Linked DNA regions of Mus musculus: region 1 is linked to region 2. The links are chromatin contacts, called in public Hi-C maps. All regions are on one chromosome and are shown on one strand. The core of a region is the stretch at or near the end of the contact, and the rest is flanking DNA. Distances in the headings are between cores, read along the strand shown.

Region 1 (5,410 bases), core at 1,028-3,527, 160 kb before region 2:
TGGGCGAGCCACTGCTCACTCAGGCTCAGCCCTGCAGAGACTGCATGCAAAGAGCATGTCCACTGTCTGGGGCCACAAGGAACAGACCACATGGGCGCCTAGGACCTCCCGGACCATGGGTGAGCGAGCGGGAGGGCAGACTGGCTGCAGGCAGAGACCTCTGGTGTGACCCGCTGTGGTAAGAGGCCAGGAGCTTCTACAGGAAGAGGGAGGGCATGGCCTGACTCTCACTCCGGAGTCTCCATCACACTGTCTAGGTACCACACACTGTTAGTGGGGACTGGCTGCTGGGGTGCAGATGCTGAGAAGTGGGAACCAAGGAGCATCAGCAGGTGGTACTGAGTCCATCCATCAAGACTCAACTCAGTCGAGCTGGGGAAAGCTATATAGCTCCCTTGAGTGCCTGGACCCCAAGCCCTGGCAAACGCCCGCCCCGAGAGGTTCTGCCTTGCTGAGAACAGATTAGCACACAGGGCAGCGTGAGTGGGGACGCCTCACCTGAAGGCCGGGTGGGGGAATGGGTGTGGGGCCAGGTAGCTGGGGTGATAGTAGGCTGCGGCGGTGGCTGGGTCCAGGCCAAGCGGAGGCAAGGAGGACATGCGTAAGTCTTCAGCAGTGTGGTAGGGCCGGAAGCTTCTCAAGTAGTCCTCAGTCACCGTGCTGGGGGGCACCACATGGTGCACAGGCCGCTGGAGGCTGTGGGAGGGGGAAGTGGGGAGCAGAGGTAATGTGCCACACTCCCTCACCAGGCTCAGGTCCTGCCTCTCAGTGAGGTACAGCCTGGCATGAAGCCCAGACTGCACAGATGGGAAGCTGCCTGTCCCTCAAGGTCCCCACGAGTGGATAGAGATGCTGGAGGGGCTCTCTGTTCCCCAGACCCAGAGGATGGGCTTAAATGTGTTTAGGACACCTGATAAGTCTGTCTCAACAAAGGCTGGACCACAAGGTCAGATGGGGCCAAGGACCTCAGGGCAGATCAGGCCACTGAGACTAATGGCATTCTATCTACCTCTGCCAGTGCAAACTCTCAGGTCTGTCTGGAGCCACCCCTGTGCCTTCCCTGACCCCAGGCTGGCACTTACTTGAGTGGTTGGAAGCGGGAGTCCTGTACAACTGAGCCGGGGGAAAGGCCAAAGGGGTACGGGGTGCTGAGTAGGTGGGAGGGGATGGCGGGGCCCGCAGCCTTTTCCTGGGCGAGAGGTGGCTCCACCAATAGGCGCTCCCGACCACTGCTGCTGCCTCGTGAGCCAGAGTCCTGCGGGAAGAAGAGTTAGGTTTTGGGGAGCCATATTCTAGAAACATCCTCCCCCTAATTTTTTTTTTTAATCAAAGAAAGCATAAAAGGGGTATTTAGGGAGAAAGCCTCCTATGAGCAGGTCTGGACCAAGGTCTACAGGGTCTGGCTCAGCTCTAGAAGGAACTCAACAATGTCAGGGAAGCCTTAGACACCAGACTGCTGAATCCCAAGATGAGGCATGTGAGGGCATCTGCAGGGTAGGAACTCCCACCTCCTATAGGCAAAACAGGGTGGTCATAGAGTCAGGACACACACACACCCTGGGGACCTGCACCTCAGGACAGAGCTGCTCCCTAGATTCCAGCAGTGCCCGTAGCTATGTGGACACTGCTGGCAGCTGATATGGACCTACGTGGGGGACCCTTGCACATATTTAGGCTTTGAGACCCCAGGAGAGGCTCCCTTCAGGCAGGAAGTGAGAGGCGGCAGTTGAGTTGGGCTGGGCTGGGCTGGGCTGGGGAGACCCCGCCTCACGGACTGATTTTCTGTATAAACAGTCACAGCAGCACCACACAGCCTGGAGAAACCAGACCCAACAGCCCTGCATGCCTGTCACCTGTGACTAGGGAGGAATCCTCAGGGCAAGGCAGAGAGGCAAAGTCAGGGAGCCACGGAGCAGAGGGGAGACTGAGGGCCAGGAGCCTCCTGGTACAACTTTGAGGCCCTTCCCTCACTACTGCAGGAGAAGCCCAACACAAGGCAGACAGTGGCACTCACTAGGGACACGAGGTCCTCTGGATGATATGGCTGAACCCATGGTGTGACTGAAAGGCTCATGGTAGCCAGCATAGTAACACTGATTGTCTCTGGATACAGGCCTGCCAGCCATTCTACCGGCTCCTTGTGGTTATCCCCAGGGTCAGCAGCTAGCATCACCAGAGCATATGTAAGCCCCGAGGGGAGGGGTCGTGGCTGTACCACCACTTAACCCTGTGTGTGCAGAGTGAGGACAGCTTAGCACCGTACCTCCCCGCCTCCATTCTCACAGAGTCTACCACAAGCCCTCCTGCTCCCCACAGACAGCCAGCCACGATTAATTGAGGGAGACAGGCTGCTGATTGAATTTTTAATGAGCAGCAACATCTGTTTCCTTCCCTGGGTGCAGCAGCAGGCTGTCTCTGTTCCCTTGTGGGGTCCTCATGGGTTCATGACCTCTGACCTGCCCTCCTCAGGAGAAACATTCACACAGTACCGTATAGGTGTGTATGGCAGGGTGCGGGTGGGGTGGGGGCACATATCCCACTCACACCAGGACAAACAAGGAGACTAGAAAAATGGCCATCAGGCTGGGCAGTGGTGGCACATGCCTTTAATCCCAGCACTACAGAGTGAGTTCTAGGACAGCCAGGCTACACAGAGAAATCCTGTCTCCAAAAAAAAAAAAAACCAAAAACCAAAAAACAAAAAACAAAAAATAGCCCCAAAGATGAAAAAAGAGAAAAAAAAGAGAAAAGAAAAAATGGTCATCAGGCCAATTGGGGGGGTGGGGGGAAGGGGGGTTTGCACACTGCTGCCCTCCTCAGGCCTGTGGCCTCTCTGACTAGAACCTGGCTAACCAGGCCATCTGTGGGGCAGGGTGCTGCCTGGGTGACAAGGACAGAAAAAGCCCCGGCATGGTGGCTGCCCCAGGGCACCCTCCTGGCAGCAGCTGTGGCAGACAAGATATGTCTGCAGAGCTGCTCCAAGACACAGCTGCATCCATGAAAGGCAGCGGCTGGGAAGGAGAGAACTCTCATTCTCCAGTGATTAGAGTGAGGTCTCCACAGCTGGTCAAGTGGGATGAGCCCGTTAGTTTCCAGACTGTTCTTCATTCATCTCTCACGCGGCTTCCACTGCCTGGTCACCCTGGAGCCACACACCCCCTTGACTTCCAACCAGTGGATGTTGCCTCCAGAGGCCCCTAGTGACTCATGGCCACACTACAGGGAGAGCGCATCCCCCGCCCTCCTGGAAAGGATTAAACTCTCTGCTGAGCTCTGAGCATCATCCACTGTGTGTGTGCTTGGCGGTGGCGGTGGCGGTGGCGGTGGCGGTCTCCCTGGTGGCGAGCAGGTCTTGTTAACCACAGCGTGAACTGCTGGAGCAGAGCCATCAGAGCCCTTCTCCGGGTTACTAAATGTTTCTGAGGCAGTAAGGATCCTCTGAGGATAGTGACAGGCTCCGGGCAGAGGAGTCACGAGGCAGAGGCACTTGGAACCTCCTAGTTCTCCAAGGGGACAATACATGAAGTGTCTTGGACCTGGGCCAGGGGCTCCAGTCAGCAGAAGCTCCGGGGCCCAAGGCAGGAACAGGAAGTGACCCTCCCACCAGCTTCTCTCTCAGGAGCAAAGCCAGTCACCAGGCAAGCTGGTTACCCAGGGAAGGGAAGCTCTATGGGGGTTTTTATCAGCTGACTCATTGTCTGAGGTCAAAGCTGCGCTCTGGCAGGAGTCCACAGACAGGAGATGGTTGGCGGTGGCAACTTCTCTGACTTCTCTTAAGCCAGGACAGGGTGGGTCTAGGCTGCTCTGAGCTGAGATTCGATGACAGGATCGCTCAGACAGGTTTCCCAGGGTTAAGTGTGACTTCAGCCACAGGAGGAATGGGCCAAGGCTGGCCCCCACGCTTCAGTCAGGAGCCTGATGGATGCTCCAAGCACTTTACTGGGGACACCAATCAGACCTGAAGGGCAGATGAAACTCACACTCTTGCCTATCCTGCCCTGCCCCAGCGGGGAGAGGTGCTCTCCTTCCCCTCCCCCTCCATCTCTGTGGTTTAATTAGTACTTCCTAGCAGTACAAACCCTCTGGGAATGGGGCTGGAGAATCCCGGGAAAGCCACAGCTGACAGCGGTTCTTAATTAGCAAGGCCCCCTCTAGGCGCCAGGCTGCCAGGCCGCCGGGAGGCCCAGCAGTACAGGGGAAGCTCTGGGGCTGGCTCCTCCACTGCAGTTAGGTTATGGCCAGCTAGAGACTGCAGACACAAGGACCCCGGTGCTGGCTGGCATCAGGGACCATCAGAGTTAGCCTACAGTCCCGCCCCTACTCCTCCAAAGCAGTCACAGCTATTGTCTAGCCAAAGATCCAAGGCACTCTATGGTTGTTGTCTGTCTCAACCTGGTGCCTCTGGGTATGTAGACCCCTAAAGAAGTGATTGCCGTCCAGGCCACCAGAGGACACAATAAGACACCACTGTGTAAAGGGGCAGGGCCTTGGCGACCCCCTCCCTCCCCAGGCTTAGGGAGGCTCTGGCCTCCTAAAGCAAGCAACGATGAATTTGTGGTACTCTGTCACAAGTCTGATGTAAGGGTTGCCTTAATCCTAGCATCTTCCAGTACCGGGTGCGTATCAAGCTCACCTAGCAGAAGAGTCTGAGGACCAGGGTGAGAGGTCAACCTCGCCCCCAACTCAAGTTCTCAACAGAGCTGTGGACAGAAAACAGCCTGCAGGAACACCCCCACATACCCCGCCTCCATCCCCATTACCCCCACCACGCCCACACCTCTGGGCGGCGCCACTCACCTGGCGGCTCTCGCTTCTCCAGACTCCATTGACGGTTTTAGTGGGGGCAATAGTGACCACTGGGGGAGTGCTGGGGACACTGTGACCCCCGGGGGGGACGATGATGGGGCCCATGGGCACTCGTTTGGGCGTGCTAGCTGGAGAGCTATGGTTGGTGGCTGGAGAGGACACTGGAGATGACTCGCTGCTCAGTGAGGACCCTGCGGAAAGAGAACGAAGCAGCTCAGGGTCCTGTGTGTGTCACACCACCACCCACCGCGCCCACGCGTCTTGCCATTCCAGAATGCTCATGGGGAGTGAGGCCCAAGAGCGGGCAGGCAGGGACGGACCCACAGCCATTCTGTGGCCTCCCTTGTCATACTGCCTCTCAGGCGTGGAGGTGGAGAGCTATTTTTACACTTAAAAAATCTGAGATGTCACTCACTCTTTTAAAACCACGTCAATGTACCTCCGGTGGATCGGCCATATTGAGTGAATGCTACTATACCCAGAACAGCCTCACGACCCCAGAAAGAAGCAATGTGTTTCCCTTGCCAACCACCCCCAGCAGCAAAAGGGAAGAGGGGCAGGTAGGTGGCGGTAGTGAGGCAGCTTAGTTCTTGGGAGTGTCGGT
Region 2 (4,693 bases), core at 932-3,431:
ACTGCATTTCTGGGTTGAGTCACCTGCTGCGTACATGATAGTCTGAACCTATGCGCATACATGTGCACGCTGCCCACTCGTGCGTGCGTATGCTCCCTGTGCATGTGCCTGTGCCTATGCAAACCATGTTATACATGTATGTGTTATGTGTGTTAGACAGTGTGGACCAAAGGCTCTCCAGACACCCACCCTCCTCCACAACCTCATGTGTGTGAGCGTGTACATATGTGCCTGTGTGTTCTTCTGCCTGTCATGTCTCTGAACAAAGTACACCCTCTACTCTGCAAGCAGACACCATCTGTCTCCCTTGCCGCTTGGCCATTTGAGCCGTTGTTTGGGGGGCTGGGGGGTGGAGACCTCCCTGCAGAGAGGACCAGATGGTGGAGTGGACCATTTCCCTACCGGCCCTCCCTGTGGCCCACCCTGGCCTCCGGGCCACCTGGGGCATGGCAGGGCACCACTCCCAGCCCTGGTGCCTCAAGGCTGCCCTGACCCCCTGGCCCCAGCTCCACCACAAGTGGCCTTTTGCCCCGGCCACATTAATCTCTGTCCAGGTCAGTTGGCTGAGGCAGGAGAGCAAACAGGGCAAGTCCCCAGGGCGTGCAGACAGAGTGGCTGTCGAGTGACCCCCAACAGCCCTGGCTCAGGGCTCAAGAGGGCAGAGGGCAGAGGGCGGAGGGCAGAGGGGTGAGTTCCCATGTGTCTCCGGACCTTCAGGGATCTGGAGGGGGAGACAACTTTGTCCCCAGCAGATCACTGCTGCAGGTCAACCGCTTGTCTCTCAAGCAGGTCATACAGTGGCTCTGAGAAGCACAGGGTCTGTACTTCCTCACTGGCCATTCCAGGTTCCCTGGGGACTCTTGAGGCAGCTGTCAATCACTTGTGTAGTTATTCAATAGATAAACTGCTGAGACCGAGTGAGCAGGGCACAGGGCTCCCTCCCAGACCAACTGCACGCACTAAATTCTGGTCTCTCACTGCCTAACTGCAGAGCCTTGGTAAGGGGTATCAACAGAAACTGGGCCTCAGTTTCCCGATCGCACTCACATTCCAGGCCGCTCTGTGGCCTGGGAGAGGCCCACAGGCCTCCGACTCACAGACATCACATGCATTAAGGGAGGTGCCAAGAAGGGAGGGTCCCAGGCATCAGCAGGAGCTCCTGCCAGGGCATCCTATTTCCTTTCTACATCTCTGGAGGATGAGACCCAAAAGAACAGGAACAAAGCTGCAGGACCCTGGGGGTGGCAGAAGCTCTGACTGTCAGGTGTGCTGTCTATTCCAGCCACAGGGGAGGGGGAGGGGCAGGAACCACAGGGAGGCAAGAGAACAGGCAGGAATATGGTGGCCAAGGCCTGAGCTTCTGATGGCTCTTTATAATGTACGCCCTGTGCTGAGAACTTTCTAGCCACAGAACCCCCAGAAAGTTCCAGGCTCTTTCTTGTACAAAGATGTTAACAGCTAAAGGGTCAAAGGGGAGCTGAGTCTCCGCACACCCCCTGCTGGCTAGCCCTAGGCCTGGAAGGAAACAACGTGAGAAATGGATGTATGTATGTCTGCATTCTGTACCGGAGGCACAAGCCCAGGCAGGGCAAGGGACAGGGCCCAAGTAATGACTGATGGGCATCTGGGCATCCGTGGGCTGCTTCTTCCTGGGCTCTGATCCCTCACAAGTGCGGGTGGTGTGGGAGCTGGTTTCCGCTCTCCCTGCTACCATTTCCCTCCCAGGCATCATATGGCTTCCTGGGGACAGCAGGGGACCTGGCATTTGGCCTCTTCGGGCTTTCTAGACATGAGATCAAGGAAGGGAGAGTGATTTCCTTGAGGTCAGCTCTCTGTTTACATATGAAAGGCCCCCACTTCCTCCGGGGAATGGGGGCTGTTTAGAGGAGGGGCACAGAGGGTCTTGTGACCCCAGGAGTCCCCTCAAGGGCCTCTAATGAGGTGGTCAGATGGTAGGAAGAGGCTGTGTGGACAGGCCCCTTGAACAGGCCACTTCTTAGTTCGTGCCTCCCCCTCCCTTCCCTTAATGGGGAATTTCATGGGTGTGGTAGCTTGTGAGAGAAGCTATGCCCCGCCCACCTCTGCCATCTGTTCAAGGCCAAAAGTCACAGGGAAGGGGTGAATAAGGAGGGGAGGGCCACTCAGTGGCCTGACCCCCTCCTGTCCCACTCACTCACACCAGATGTCTCCAGCCCACCCCGCTGCCAGGAGCCCACCGAGGTGGATGGGGCTAGTCCTGGCTGGGCCGGGCCTGTGGCTCCCTCTGCAGTCACAGCACAGCCTAGCAGCACTGAAGCCTCACAGGTGTTGATGGTTAGCACCTCCCGGCGGCCTGCCCGTCACAAGTGGGGGAACTTTCTCGGTCTCTCTCTGGGGTTTGAAGTTTGGGCTGTGTGAATCTGGCCAGGCCTCCAGGGGGCACTGGGAGGGCACATCCTACCCCAGAGATTCATCTTTGTCCCATGGGGGTACCAAATTCTGCTTCCTTGAGGCGGTACCCAAGCAACATGCCTCAGACAGCAGGTTGACAAATTCATACGAGGGTGTGGATGGACGAACGACAGGCTTGCACACGGGAGCCGGAATTTAGGGTTAGCATAGGGCTGAGCCAGTGGCTGCTGTGTGACCTGAGGCTCAGGTCTTGAGATCTCTGGGCAGTTTGTAGATAGCATTAAGGGTAGATCTGAACAGACTCTATTAACCCTGGACTGAGGGAGGCCCCAGCCACCTTAGTCCCAATTTCTGAAAGGCTTCTGGAGATAGAGAGTTTTCACAGGAAGCTGCCCAGCAGAGCCTCCACAGGGGACATTGTAGCTACAGCACCCAGCACCCGTCCTCACAGGCAGGACAGATAGGGCCCAGGGGAGTGGAGGCACCCTCTGTCATCCACTCCAACATAGGAATCCCTCTGCCTGGATTCCTGTGTGGGGACACTGGCCACATGTGTGCAGCCAGTTCTAAGAGACCAGGACACATGTGGGTCTGAGCTGGCCTGGCCCACCGCAGAGAGGAGAGAGGTCTGTGCATCACTTGGGAGGACTGTGAGGTACCAGGGCATCCCACATAGTCTTCTCCCTCCCAGGTGACTCCCATGAGCCCACAGGCTCCGTCCCTCCCATGACATCAGATGCCAGATGAAAGAGAACACACAGTTCTACAGCTGTGACAGGTTCAGAATCCCAGAGACAGGGTGGCAGCCGGCAACGAAAGGCGCCATCTTTGGATCTGTATAGGGGAAGCAGAGTAGCTAATCTGCAGGCCAATCTGCAGCCTGCTGCCCTCCCTGATGGGACTTTGCCTAACCTACAAGAAATGAAATGAAAGGCCTTATGGTAAGTCCATTGAAACCATCAAAACGCCAACATTTCTATTGTGAGCACTTGCGATACCTCAGGGGCTCATGTGACTGGTGGCTCTTTCTAGGAGTTCAGACAGGGGAACATAGAGAGGCTGGAACTGCCTGGAGCTATGGAGTTGTTAGAGATATTCAACTCCCTGGTCCTTGGTGTCCTTGTCTATAAATGTGGGCAAGAGTCCCTTCCCATTGGGCTGAGGAGAGACTCGAGCCCTGAATAAACTGCTTTGCCACAGAAGCAAAACGACCAGGGCGGAATCCCCAGAGCCAGGTGTGGTGGTGTGAGCTTTTTTTCCAACTCTGGGAAGACGGCGATGGAAGATCTGTGCGGCTTGCCAGTCAAACCTACGAGTGAGTCACAGACTTTCTAAGAATGTGGGACATTTGCAAGGGATTCATGTTAAGAGCAGAGTGAGCCATGGAGGGAGTTGTCCTTGCCTGTCTAAGTGCCCAAGAACCACCTGGACCATAGAGACAGAGAAGAGGGGACCCAGGCATTCTCTAGGAGCCTCACAGGCTGTCGGAACGAAGCACTGTCCTCAACCCTATCACAGTAAGTCTTGTGACTGACTGTACAAAGTCCTTCCCACCCATGGGCCTCAGCTTCCTCTGGTCAGGGGTTGGGCCACAGTCAGTCACACCCAGGCTCAGTCCTTTGGCACCGGAGAAACAAGCATGAGGGTGCTTCCCCTCGAAGGGTTACAGCGCTCCTTCCTTATACTACTGAGTCACCCAACAGCTGTCTACCTGCCTAGCCAGCCACTACTGTGTATCCACCTAGTCACCTAATGTCCCCACCATCCACAAGAAGCCCATCACCACTGTTTGTTAGCCATCACAGCCCTTCTCTCCCTCCATCTATCCATTCGAGTATCCGAAGTCCAGCTAGAATCCCTCATCCAACTCACTTTTATCCATCCATCCATCCATCCATCCACCCACCCACCCATCTACCATTCATCCATCCATCATCCATCTATCCACCCATCCATTCATTCACCCATCCATCCACCATCCATCCACCATCCATCCATCCACCATCATCCATCCACCATCCATCCATCCATCCATCCATCCACCATCCATCCATCCATCATCCACCATCACCACCCTCAAACCCACTTACTTCTAGACATGTGACCCTGGGCATCTGGAAGGCTGTGGAGAAAGCAAGGTGGTGTAGCCAGATCTCAGTCACAGACATGTCTCTCAGCTATTATTTTTTTCTTTATTATTATTTTTTGAGACAAGGTCTCACTCTTGGTGGCCCTGGCTGTCCTGGAACTCACACTACAAAGACTAGCCTGGGTTTAAACCTGCAGCAATCCTCCTGCCTCT

The links. Hi-C and Micro-C count contacts between places; a contact is called where the count stands out from the background.
Region 1: a Hi-C map of the N1E-115 cell line shows a contact between it and region 2, with 2.2 times the contacts expected there. The contact joins two enhancer-like sites. A contact is called at or near these places in 5 of 15 datasets of contacts at CTCF or cohesin (embryonic stem cells, large pre-B cells and pro-B cells), 19 of 484 Hi-C or Micro-C datasets (B cells, the C10 cell line, the G1E-ER4 cell line and 6 more), 17 of 115 datasets of contacts at active chromatin or transcription factors (the 230-238 cell line, the HPC-7 cell line, acute myeloid leukemia and 12 more) and 3 of 9 other capture datasets (adipose tissue, liver and pancreatic islet).

The regions. Positions count from the first base shown.
Region 1 is chr8:120,562,213-120,567,622 of GRCm38.p6, reverse strand. It overlaps Gse1 (genetic suppressor element 1, coiled-coil protein), which reads right to left. Exons shown (of 16, transcript NM_001145896.1): 3 at 4,798-4,997; 4 at 1,083-1,255; 5 at 499-696. Among named protein-coding and RNA genes, the nearest start is that of Gins2, 24 kb to the left of the region's middle. Within about 2 kb of position 2,277, at least 155 of the 459 cell types and tissues checked have an H3K27ac peak or open chromatin away from gene starts, as enhancers often do. A contact at or near this core is called in the G1E-ER4 cell line, the HPC-7 cell line, the N1E-115 cell line and 2 more, where this site is marked.
Region 2 is chr8:120,405,454-120,410,146 of GRCm38.p6, reverse strand. It overlaps a transcript of Gse1 not described here. Among named protein-coding and RNA genes, the nearest start is that of Gm39264, 63 kb to the right of the region's middle. Within about 2 kb of position 2,181, at least 88 of the 459 cell types and tissues checked have an H3K27ac peak or open chromatin away from gene starts, as enhancers often do. A contact at or near this core is called in the G1E-ER4 cell line, the HPC-7 cell line, the N1E-115 cell line and 2 more, where this site is marked.